Regions from separate parts of the Mus musculus genome. Here region 2 is linked to region 1. Evidence: chromatin contacts called from public Hi-C data. All regions are on one chromosome and are shown on one strand. The core of a region is the stretch at or near the end of the contact, and the rest is flanking DNA. Distances in the headings are between cores, read along the strand shown. Region 1 overlaps Jakmip3 (janus kinase and microtubule interacting protein 3). Region 2 overlaps Inpp5a (inositol polyphosphate-5-phosphatase A).

The links. Hi-C and Micro-C count contacts between places; a contact is called where the count stands out from the background.
Region 2: a Hi-C map of the N1E-115 cell line shows a contact between it and region 1, with 17 times the contacts expected there. The contact joins two enhancer-like sites. A contact is called at or near these places in 5 of 15 datasets of contacts at CTCF or cohesin (embryonic stem cells, large pre-B cells, pro-B cells and 1 more), 20 of 484 Hi-C or Micro-C datasets (the HL-1 cell line, the N1E-115 cell line, brown adipocytes and 9 more), 6 of 115 datasets of contacts at active chromatin or transcription factors (cardiomyocytes, differentiating embryonic stem cells, embryonic stem cells and 2 more) and 1 of 9 other capture datasets (liver).

What each region holds. Positions count from the first base shown.
Region 1 is chr7:139,062,689-139,067,264 of GRCm38.p6, forward strand. Jakmip3 (janus kinase and microtubule interacting protein 3) reads left to right here. Exons shown (of 20, transcript NM_028708.2): 18 at 1,953-2,025; 19 at 2,618-3,570. The coding sequence ends at 2,003. Among named protein-coding and RNA genes, the nearest start is that of Dpysl4, 21 kb to the right of the region's middle. Within about 2 kb of position 3,138, at least 9 of the 459 cell types and tissues checked have an H3K27ac peak or open chromatin away from gene starts, as enhancers often do. A contact at or near this core is called in the N1E-115 cell line, where this site is marked.
Region 2 is chr7:139,465,440-139,470,462 of GRCm38.p6, forward strand. All of the region lies in intron 2 of Inpp5a (inositol polyphosphate-5-phosphatase A), which reads left to right. Among named protein-coding and RNA genes, the nearest start is that of Gm46004, 79 kb to the left of the region's middle. RefSeq lists an enhancer at 937-4,171. Within about 2 kb of position 2,717, at least 174 of the 459 cell types and tissues checked have an H3K27ac peak or open chromatin away from gene starts, as enhancers often do. A contact at or near this core is called in the N1E-115 cell line, where this site is marked.

The sequences.
Region 1 (4,576 bases), core at 1,888-4,387:
AATGGGGAGAGGGTGTGCAACTGGAGGAAGGGGACTTGGGCTTGCCTGACATCACATTATAAGAACCCAAGCTCAGGCCTCCCAGTTGAGGTCAGGCCTGCAAATTGGCCCATGCAAAGCAGAGTGGAGACGAACAAAAGGGAGCCTGTTGGGCCAGAGCTGTGGGTACTCTGGGCCAGAGTCAGGAGCCCCTCACACAGCCTCACCCCCGTAGCCCTTGCACTGCCTCAGTTTCCCCTCTGGACCTATATGTTGAACCAGTGACCTGGGGTCCTGATCTATGCTGGTGCCCATTGTGGTGCAGAGGGTTTAACCTTCCAGGTCCATCAACCTTGGCTGTCTGAAGATAAAGTTCCTGAAACACAGGCCATGATCCCCAAGAGGCACAGGAACATTTTGTCCCTGATCCCCAAGAAGTGTCTCCAGTACCAGAGATGCTAGGGTGCCTGCTCAAGCACTTTCTCCAGACCCTGACTGCAGCCTGGCATGCAGGGCCTCTGGTCACTGGTATCAGCAGACTCAGTGCTCCTCAGACCAAGTTGAAAAGTATGTGCCTAGAGAACCCTGCCCCTTGCAGGTCTCCATGCATTCATTTCAGGGCAGTTCCATATCCTCTGCGATTTGAGGCAGGTTCCCAAGTTTCTGGAGTCAGGTGCTTTCTTGAGTCTTGTAATTGTTCCTTCCAGTGGGACAGATGCCATCCAAGTGACCAGCAGCAAGAGGTGGCTTATGGGACCCATCTGCCGACCTTATTCCTTCTTGGAGAATAGGAAGCAGTGTTCGGGCAGGACAGCCTCTAGACCACCTCCTCACAAGTCTTAGCCAGAGCCTGGGGGTGTTCTTTGTTCCCCACAGAGAAGTTCCCAGCAGCTGGCCATTTCAGCCAACCCATCCTGCCTTAACAGTGACAGAGCGCCATCTGTGGGGCATTTGTTGCCACTGCTCAGCGGAACTCACATAAATTCATAGGTCTACCATGATTAGAGGCCCCCAGAGTTGAGCAGGACATAGGCTGTGAAAGAAGGGACCAACAGGGACTGCCTACAAACTCCAGGCCACATGGGCAAACACCTGACACACACACTAGGCACCCAGTGAGGTTGGGGAGGGACATGGTCTTCTGTTTGCCTGAGTTTCTAACATTATCATTTCTGACCCGACAGTCTTAGGACATTGGTAGAGTCCTGGAGAAAGATTTCCACTCTGTTTAGAGAGACGTGGCAAACTGGGGGCTGCTGGGGCTCATTGCTGGGCCAGCATGCTAACTACTAGCATGGGCTACTTGTCCATCAAATAAATGCAAGTCCCTAAGGTGACAAAGTCGTCCCCAGACTATATACTTGTTTCATTTTGTAACTTAGCCCGAGGGCTTGGGCTTGAATTAATAGTAGAACAATGTTAGGTTTGGAGCCTGGGCTTTCAAATTTAACTAAATGCCTGAATGTGATTGCTTGGTTTTCTTCAAGTTAGTCTGGCCCCACCCCCACCCAACCCACCCAATTCTTCAAGTGTCAGATCTGCTCAGGCTGTCGGCATATTTTGTTGTTTATAAAGCAACCACCACCAAACTTTGGTACTTTGTATTTGCTGGGTACTAGGACTGTCCTGTTCCGATGTCATCCTCAGCTCAGTGACACTCCATAGACTCCTGGCCCCAAGAAGCTCAGCTGGCAGAGCCTTGGGATGGGGCCTACCTCCCCATCATCATTTGGGTTAGCATTGTTGCCCTAAGCTTGGGGGTTTTCATGAAACCTCTTGCACCTACCCTGTCCTTGCCTGTCCTCCAGCTGGCCACGACCCCTCTCTATAGGATCATGGTTCATTTCTTTCCAGACAAGCTAAAACTCTTCTTTTTCTTTTTCTCTTTCTTTTTCTTTTCCTTTTTCTTTTTCTCCTCTTTCTCTTTCTTTTTTTCTCTCCTGTTTTTTTTCTGATTCCCCTTTCCTTTTCAGTTTTTATTTTTGTTCTTGTTTTTCTCCCTAGCTTTCATTCTCTGGTCATAGCTGTTCTTGGCACACTGAACTGGTGAGTACATCAGAGGCTGGCACTTTCTGGTGAAGGTCCTGCTCCTTCTTATGGGAGACACTGGTATACCCTGTTGCCTGGGCAGCTGCCTGCTTCCCCCCCCCCCAGGAAAGCAGAAAGGCAACTCCTGGGTCTTCCAAAAGCTCCGTGTAAAGCTACCCCCCTCCCCCAGAAACCAGAAACCCTTCTCCAGGCACTGGGCCCATGAGAGGGTATAAGGCATGCTCATGACCGGCACCCAGTGCCAAAGTCAGTGTTCACTAGACAGTAGAAGGTGGTTTTGTAATTTTCCTGTGTCCTCTGTAGCTCAGGTTTCATGTCCCCAAGTTACTGGGTCACCCACAATCATGGAAATGGTACGAGTGTAGAGCCAGTGCCCTGGCTGTAGACAAAGGCCACACTTGGTCACCACTCTCTGCTCAAGTGTATTATGTCACACTTGGGACATATTGACACTGTTCATCTCAGGGCCCTGGCCCTGATATCCAGAGGGTGCAGAGAGATCTCTCTCAGGGGAACAGCAGTTGTATCTGCCATCTCTTTTCATCCACTAACTCCTGTGCTCTTCTCCCCCCCCCGCCCCCCCCCCCAGCCCTCTGCAAAGGCAGACCTTTGTCCTCTAATGGGACCAGAGAGCAGCAGGTGCCAGAGAAAGTGTGGAGAATTGCACTTCAACACTGAAGACTTGCGAGTGTTTGGGCTCTGTGCCCCGCCCTGTGGAGGATGAGGGCAAAAGCACTGTGACCTGCAGCTACTGTCCACTTGGGGTGAGCCAGGACTGGAACTGGTCTTGCTGACTAGTGCTTCTCCAGGAGAGGTCTAGCTTTGACTGCTGGTGACTTTCAGCCCAGAGAGTAGGCCCCACCCCAATCACACCAATGTGTAATGTTCCCTGCCGTGCAGGGGTAAGAATTGCTCCCGTGCTGGAGCCCACACTGGACACCCACCTCGTTCCCATAGTGACCATCAGTACTCTTGGAAGAAGATCTCAGAACTGCCCAGACTTGCCCCTAGTGGCAAGATGAAGGCTGTGGTCTCAGTGGTGACCCTGGGTGTCACACTGTGGTTACTCACTGTGGCCCTGAGCACTTGATGCTGAACAGACCCCAAGCCCAACCTTGTTCTGTCACACTGGTGTCTCTGTGAGGACAGCTGAGTCATGACCTCCCACCGGCCTCCTACCCTGTACTCCCAGACACAAAGGCTAGAATCCTATCCCCGGCTGCTGGTCAGGAACACAGTGGAAAGATCAGAGAAGAGGCCAGGGAGCATATGGGATGAGTCTGCAGAGGCCTGGCCCTGAAGAGTGTGGATCAAAGCACAGCCAAAGTATGGTGGAGTTGTGGCCCTCCTAGCCTGGAAGACCCCCAGCAGGTGGGCCTAGCCTGAGAACCTCAGGTGGCAAGGGCAGGTGACGAAGGTAGCTGAAGATGGCCTCGTCCACAGCCTGTGCACATAAGAAATGGTCCAGAAGAGAAGGTGAAGACAAGATGCTCCTAAGGGACCATCAGCCTCAGAAGGTAGCCACAGTGCAGTGGCCTACAGGTAGGTGGCAACATCTGCCCACTGGGGGCAGCCTTCCTTTCTGCACTATTTGAAGCCTTTTAGCTTAATTTAATGTGCCTTTTGAGATATGAACGAGGTCTCCCCTGCCAGAGGAGCCTGAGTGGCTATGTGGGCAAAAGGCTGGAAGCCTCCTGAATCCATTTCTAGATGTAACCCACAGATATGGGCTACATACTGTCCCTGTTCCTTCTAACTCAGATGTCTGCGCTCTCTGAGGAAGCTACCATGGCTAGTGCACTCCAGCTCCACCTTGCTGCTTGCAAAACTGAGACAGAAGCTTTCTATTTCATCTGTGATCAGACCCCTCACATAGTGGGAGCTTCCCTGATGCCCCCACACACATAGTGGGAGCTTCCCTGATGCCCCCACACACATAGTGGGAGCTTCCCTGTGCCCCGCACATAGTGGGAGCTTCCCTGTCCCCCTCACATAGTGGGAGCTTCCCTGTCCCCTGTACAGTGGTGAGCTCAAATGAACACAGGGTACCCTCCTCCCCATCTCTACAGACTGGAAGCTCATCCCTGTGATACAAAATGCTCCATCCTGCCCAGTTCCCACTGAAGATGTCAGAAGCAGCAACAGTGTGGGCAAAACCAATCCACTACACATATAACACAAATTGAGCCCAGTGCCTGGCACATTAGAGAAAAGTTCTCTACTCTTGAGCTATATGCCTAGCCTTTCTTACCTTCTATTTTCAATCAGTGCTCCATTAAGTTACCCAGAACTCACTCTGAACCCCAGGGGTGAACACTGTGTTCCTGATGACTCGACCTTCCAAGTAGCCAGGAGGACAGCCCTAGCTATACTGTGGGTAGAACAGATTCCATGACAAGATGGTCCTGTTGGCTCCAGGCCCTGGGACAAATCAAGAGTTTGGTCCCCTCTGGGCCACACCCAGACCATTGTGAGAGGAGGTGACTGAGGAAAAGGCTCCCCAGATCTGCTCTGAGGCTCACTGGGAATTGGGAAAACACTGGGTGTG
Region 2 (5,023 bases), core at 1,467-3,966, 400 kb after region 1:
GTTATTATGGTGATCAGTATAGTTGGTAATTAAATATTTTATGTGTTTTGTGCTGTCTTGGGAATCAAGTGTGTTTTATGTTATCTGTTCAGAACAGCCCGACACGAGGGAAGGTGGCTGGCTGCTGAGTGTCTCAGTTGCCCCTCTCCTTGGAGTCCTTGGAGCTTGCCTTTTCTGCTTTTTACCTGAGAGTTGTATTGATGAAGCTGCTGCCACAGCAGCATGAGACACACCAGGGATTGGTGTGGTCAGTATGTCTTGGTTTGGGTTTCTGTTGCTATGATGAAACACATGGCAAGAGCAAGTTGTGGAGTAGAGGGGTTACTCAGCTTACACTTGCACATCGTGGCCCATCACTGAAGGAAGTCAGGACAGGAGCTCCAACAGGCCAGAGAACTGGAAGGCAGGAGCTGATGCAGAGGCCATGGACAGGTGCTGCTGCTTACATAGGCTTGCTCCTCTGGTCTGCTCAGCCTGCTTTCTTGTAAAACCGAGGACCACTAGCCCAGGAGCAGCACCACCAATAATGGTCTGGGCTCCTCAAATATCATGAGTTAAGAAATTGTGCTATAAGCTTGCCTACAGCCTGATCTTATTGAGTTGCTTTTTTTCCCTTAGTTGAGGTTTCCTCCTCTCAGATGACTTCAGCTTGTGTCAAGTTGACATAAAGCCATCCAGCAGGGTCTCTTTGGGAAGGAGTGTGGTCAGTTTACAGTAGAGTCTTCTCCTAGGGCACAGCTTCAGCAGATCTCGTCTTCAGATGTTTAGAGACATCTCACTGAGCTGTATCAGTGGTCCAGCAGCTTAGCTCCAGGCTAACACAGGTTAGCCTATTGGGCTTTCCAGGGCTGGACTGCTGCTTACTTATATAATTATTAATCTGTAAAGATACTTGTGAGAAGAGCCTTAGATGAAGTGTTCTTAAAAAAAATACTGGGTGCTAGTGCTGTCACCTTCATATGACAGGTCTCATTTCTCTTATGTCTTCGTCCTTCCTTATGTCTCTCATTTCCTAAGTCAGTAATGGCATCCCCAGTCTGTGGCACACTGGGCTGCAGTGCTCTAGTGTGCTTGGATTGCAATGTGCTAGGTCCCCCTGGGCCATAATGCTGAGGGGCATGCCACATCATTGTGGGCACCCCTGGGGTCAAGGTTGTCCTCAGCCTTTCCTCCAACTTCCTCAGAAGTTTGGAGGTTGATACCCAGGTTTAAAGATAAGGAAGTTGAGGCTTAAAGAGGCAGTGAGATATGCTCGCAGCCACATGGCTCAGTATTGTCAGGATCCGAGCCCTGTCACTGCCGTCCCAAAGCCATGCTTGCCAGTGACAAACAAGAACTGGGGGAAGAGGTGAGCAGGCCCTTGTGGAGAGAGGAGCTGCAGGACTGAGGATCTGTGGTGTGTGTGGTGGGGTCGGGGGGGGGGGGGGGAAGGACTGCTGCGCACTCAGAGTCAGGCCAGAGTGTGAGAAGCAGGCCCTGAAGAGGAGTGACACCCTCTCCTGTCAGGGTGGAACAGAGGACAGTGGCAGGAGACTCAGTAATGCTGCAGGCCTTCCTCTCCAGCACAGGCTGTGTGTCATTTGTCATGCCAGAGGAAAATGGGTGGAGCAAGACACTTAAAAAAGAAAGTTGGTTGGGCCATGAGGACTGTGCTCGGTGGTTTTGTGTCAACTTGTCACACGCTGGAGTTATCTGAAAGAAGGGAACCTCAACTGAGAAACTGCCTCCATTTGTTACAGCTCATGGAGCTGACAGGGGCTCTGGGAACCTTGGAGGCTCTGGACTGCACAGATGGGGCTCCCCTTTCTACTGTGTGCCTCACAGTAAACACCAGTGAGCTAGAGGTGGCCAGAGTGAAGAAGGACTTTACAAGACTCTGTGTGGCAAGCAGCTTCCTGAGAGAGCTGTCCAATGGCACCACAGCTTTTCTGGCTGTGCTCACAAGGCCATGGCCCTGCCGGAAAGCCAGGGAAACTAGCGGAGGCCTTGCAGCTCTGTGCATGCGGTCTTCAGTTTGAATTTGCTCTGATCTTAGTTAGAGGCACAGGCTTCTTAAATGAAAATGAATCAGTCTGTATAGTTTAGAATTCCTTAAGCATAGGGTCCAAAGACAGGACCTCGTCCCACAGCTTCTGTCTGTCACTCTTCACGGGCTGCAGGCTTCTCCTAAGTCCCCATAGGAACTGCTAGGACTTTTGCCCACAAGGGAAGAACACAGCAAGAGCCACTGGCCTCACCAAAAAACCTTGGGCTGTGCTTTTAGGCCAGCTACATTGCCTGCTCACAGGGTCAGTGAAATTTACAGTGTCCTGTGCAGAGCAGTGCGCCCTGACCCCCCGCCCCCAAGCTGGCCCTCTGTGCTAGGCATGGACTTGAGAGAGGTCGTTGGATGAGGCCTGCCACGAGCTGTAGCCACGAGCTGTAGCTAGTGAATCCCAGACTAGAGAACCACAGACCCAGGTATGGGGTGCCTGTTGCCCAGCCCATATGATGTGGTAGAGCCCCCAGCTGAGCCCCGGGCAGTGGGTGCTTAGAACCTGGCATTGGTCGCAGCCCAGAGAGCTCTTTTGTCCCTAGTGCTTATCCTGGTGGCCGGGCTCCTGTAGTACAGCCTGCAGGATGGAATTCCTTTTTAGGTCACCAGTACTCCTCTTTGGAGGAAACCTACCTAACAAGGCCTGGTTGTTGCTATTTTTAGCTCTGCTCTTGGCAGTGTACAGGGTCGATGACCACAGGCTCACAGTGTAGGCTTCCTGGGAGCTGAGCTGGCCCTGTACTCAGGCATCTGCACTGTGTCCCAAACAGAGAAGGACTTATTGTTGGAAGGCTGTGTTCCAGCCTGCATGGTGTATGTAAACCCCTGTGCTCTTTCTGGCCAAAATGTCTAGTTCACGCTTTTCCAAATATTTTACTATATTAAATGTTAGTTAATGTATTTTTGAGCTTTCCTTGAAGACTACATTCACAGAAATGGCACTAGAACCTCTCTGCAGCAGCTGCGTCATCTTTAAGTCAGAAGTGGCTCCTTGTGTCCTGGAGAAGACCTGTCAGTCCCATTGTCAAGCAAGGGCAGCACTGAATGGAATTCCATGCAGTCCACAGCTACTTCCTGTGGAGGGCTGGAGTTTATTTTCCAGGGTATTTCCCACCAGCGGTGCCATGATGTGACATCTGATAGCAGCTGACTTTACGCTCTATCCTCCAGACATCCTGCTGCCAGGCAACCTGTGAGGTCCACTGGCTTCACCAAGAAAACTGACTGTGTTGCTCTCAAGCCAGCTATGTTGCCTGCCCAGGCTCTTCAAGGGCACAAAGCTCCTTCAGGCAGCCAGTTCAGACCAGCACAGGGGCCAGCTGGTTGTCTTGTAGCTGCTATGAGGATATTACATGAGATCTCCAACTTCTCTGGTTTTGAGTGGGACAGCCTGTGCCCATCATGACGATATCTTGCTTGCCCTTGATGTAGCCTTTGGCACAAATGCTGATTCCAAACAAGTGTCACTTGTCCTCCTGTGCTGGGGACTTGGTTCCTACATTCTCATTAATACCTTACAACATTTATCTAAGGGGAGGAGTCACACTACAGACTCTCAGCTGTGGCTCGAGACCTCTGAAGCCAGTGGCAAAGCAAGAATCATAGTCCTGTGTGGTTCCTGGATAGCCCTTGCTTTTCCTCTGCTGACTCCACCCTTTGCTAAGTGGGCAGCTACAACTGGCTGGCAAGCTCTCTGGAGCCTACGGAGTGCTCAGGAGCTGTGGGTCAGACATTCGATGCTGCTATTATTAAGAATCAAATTATATGAAGTAAGTGACATAATGAAGTAAGTGACAGTGAGACTGAAGATCGTGATAGCCCTGGGCTCATCTCTCCTTAATGACTGTGTGGCGCTGTCTCTGCCTGTGGCCCTGGTTGACCTGCCTGTGCTGTGAGTCTGCAATTGCTGCTACATGGCATGAGTTACTGGTATCTCCACCCACAGGGTGTGCTCGAGGCACTGGCCCCAGGGAAATAGGTAGGTGCTGAATACCACCCTTCCCCAGGCTGGTATTGCTTGTATAGTGAGTTGAGCAAGCACTCTCATTTGACACTGAGGAGCCTTCTGTTCCTTAGCCAGTGATTCCTGGCACACTTTAGAAACCAGCAGTATACTATGAGCCTGCATTGTCACCATACACAGTGGCTGGGGCAGCCCTGCATGTGATCTCAACTGGGGCATGCGATCTGGTCCTTGTGCCAGCCTTCAGACAGGGGGAGTCACGTGGTCTGAGCATAGCTCCTCACTGCCATGGGCGCTGACACAGGCTGAGCTCCACAACAGGACAGCTGTAAGGAACCTGCCTTCTCATCAGCAAAGGAGGGAAGAACGGAGATTCCAAGGGAAATCAGAATTTCCCACAATCCAGGCTTGCTCACTGTGATGCTTCAAGGTGGGTTTCTAAAGACCATTCCAGTAATTCCAGAAGGGACTATCTTGGTGATTCTCAACTTTTTTAATGCTGCGACCCTAATACAGTTCCTCATGTTATGGTGACCCCCCCAACCATAAAATTGTTTTTGTTGTTACTTTGTAACTGTAATGTTGCTATGGTTATGAATAGTAAACAACTGCTTTTTCTGATAGTGTTAGGCAGCTCTTGTGAGAGGTTGCCTTGTGGGTATCACTTTTGATACCCAAAGGGGTTGAGACCCATAGTTTGAGAAACGCTGGACTATGGTCACTGGCTGAAGGGGATGTAAGCTTTGGGTCTCTGCCTTTCAATACATTTGCCTGATCAGCTACAAGCCTGTGGAAGTAGAGGACAGAGACATGAACTCCAGGCCAGCCCCCCACCCCAGCTAAGCTTGGCAGATTTTCTTTTTAGATTTATTCTATTTTATGTGCAGGAGTGGTTTTGCGTACATTCATGAGTGTGTGCCTCATGCATGCATGATACCCTCAGAGGCCATAAGAATGTGCCAGATCCCATAGAACTAGAGCTATGGGTGGTTATGAGCTGGAAACCAAAATCAGGTCTTCTGGAA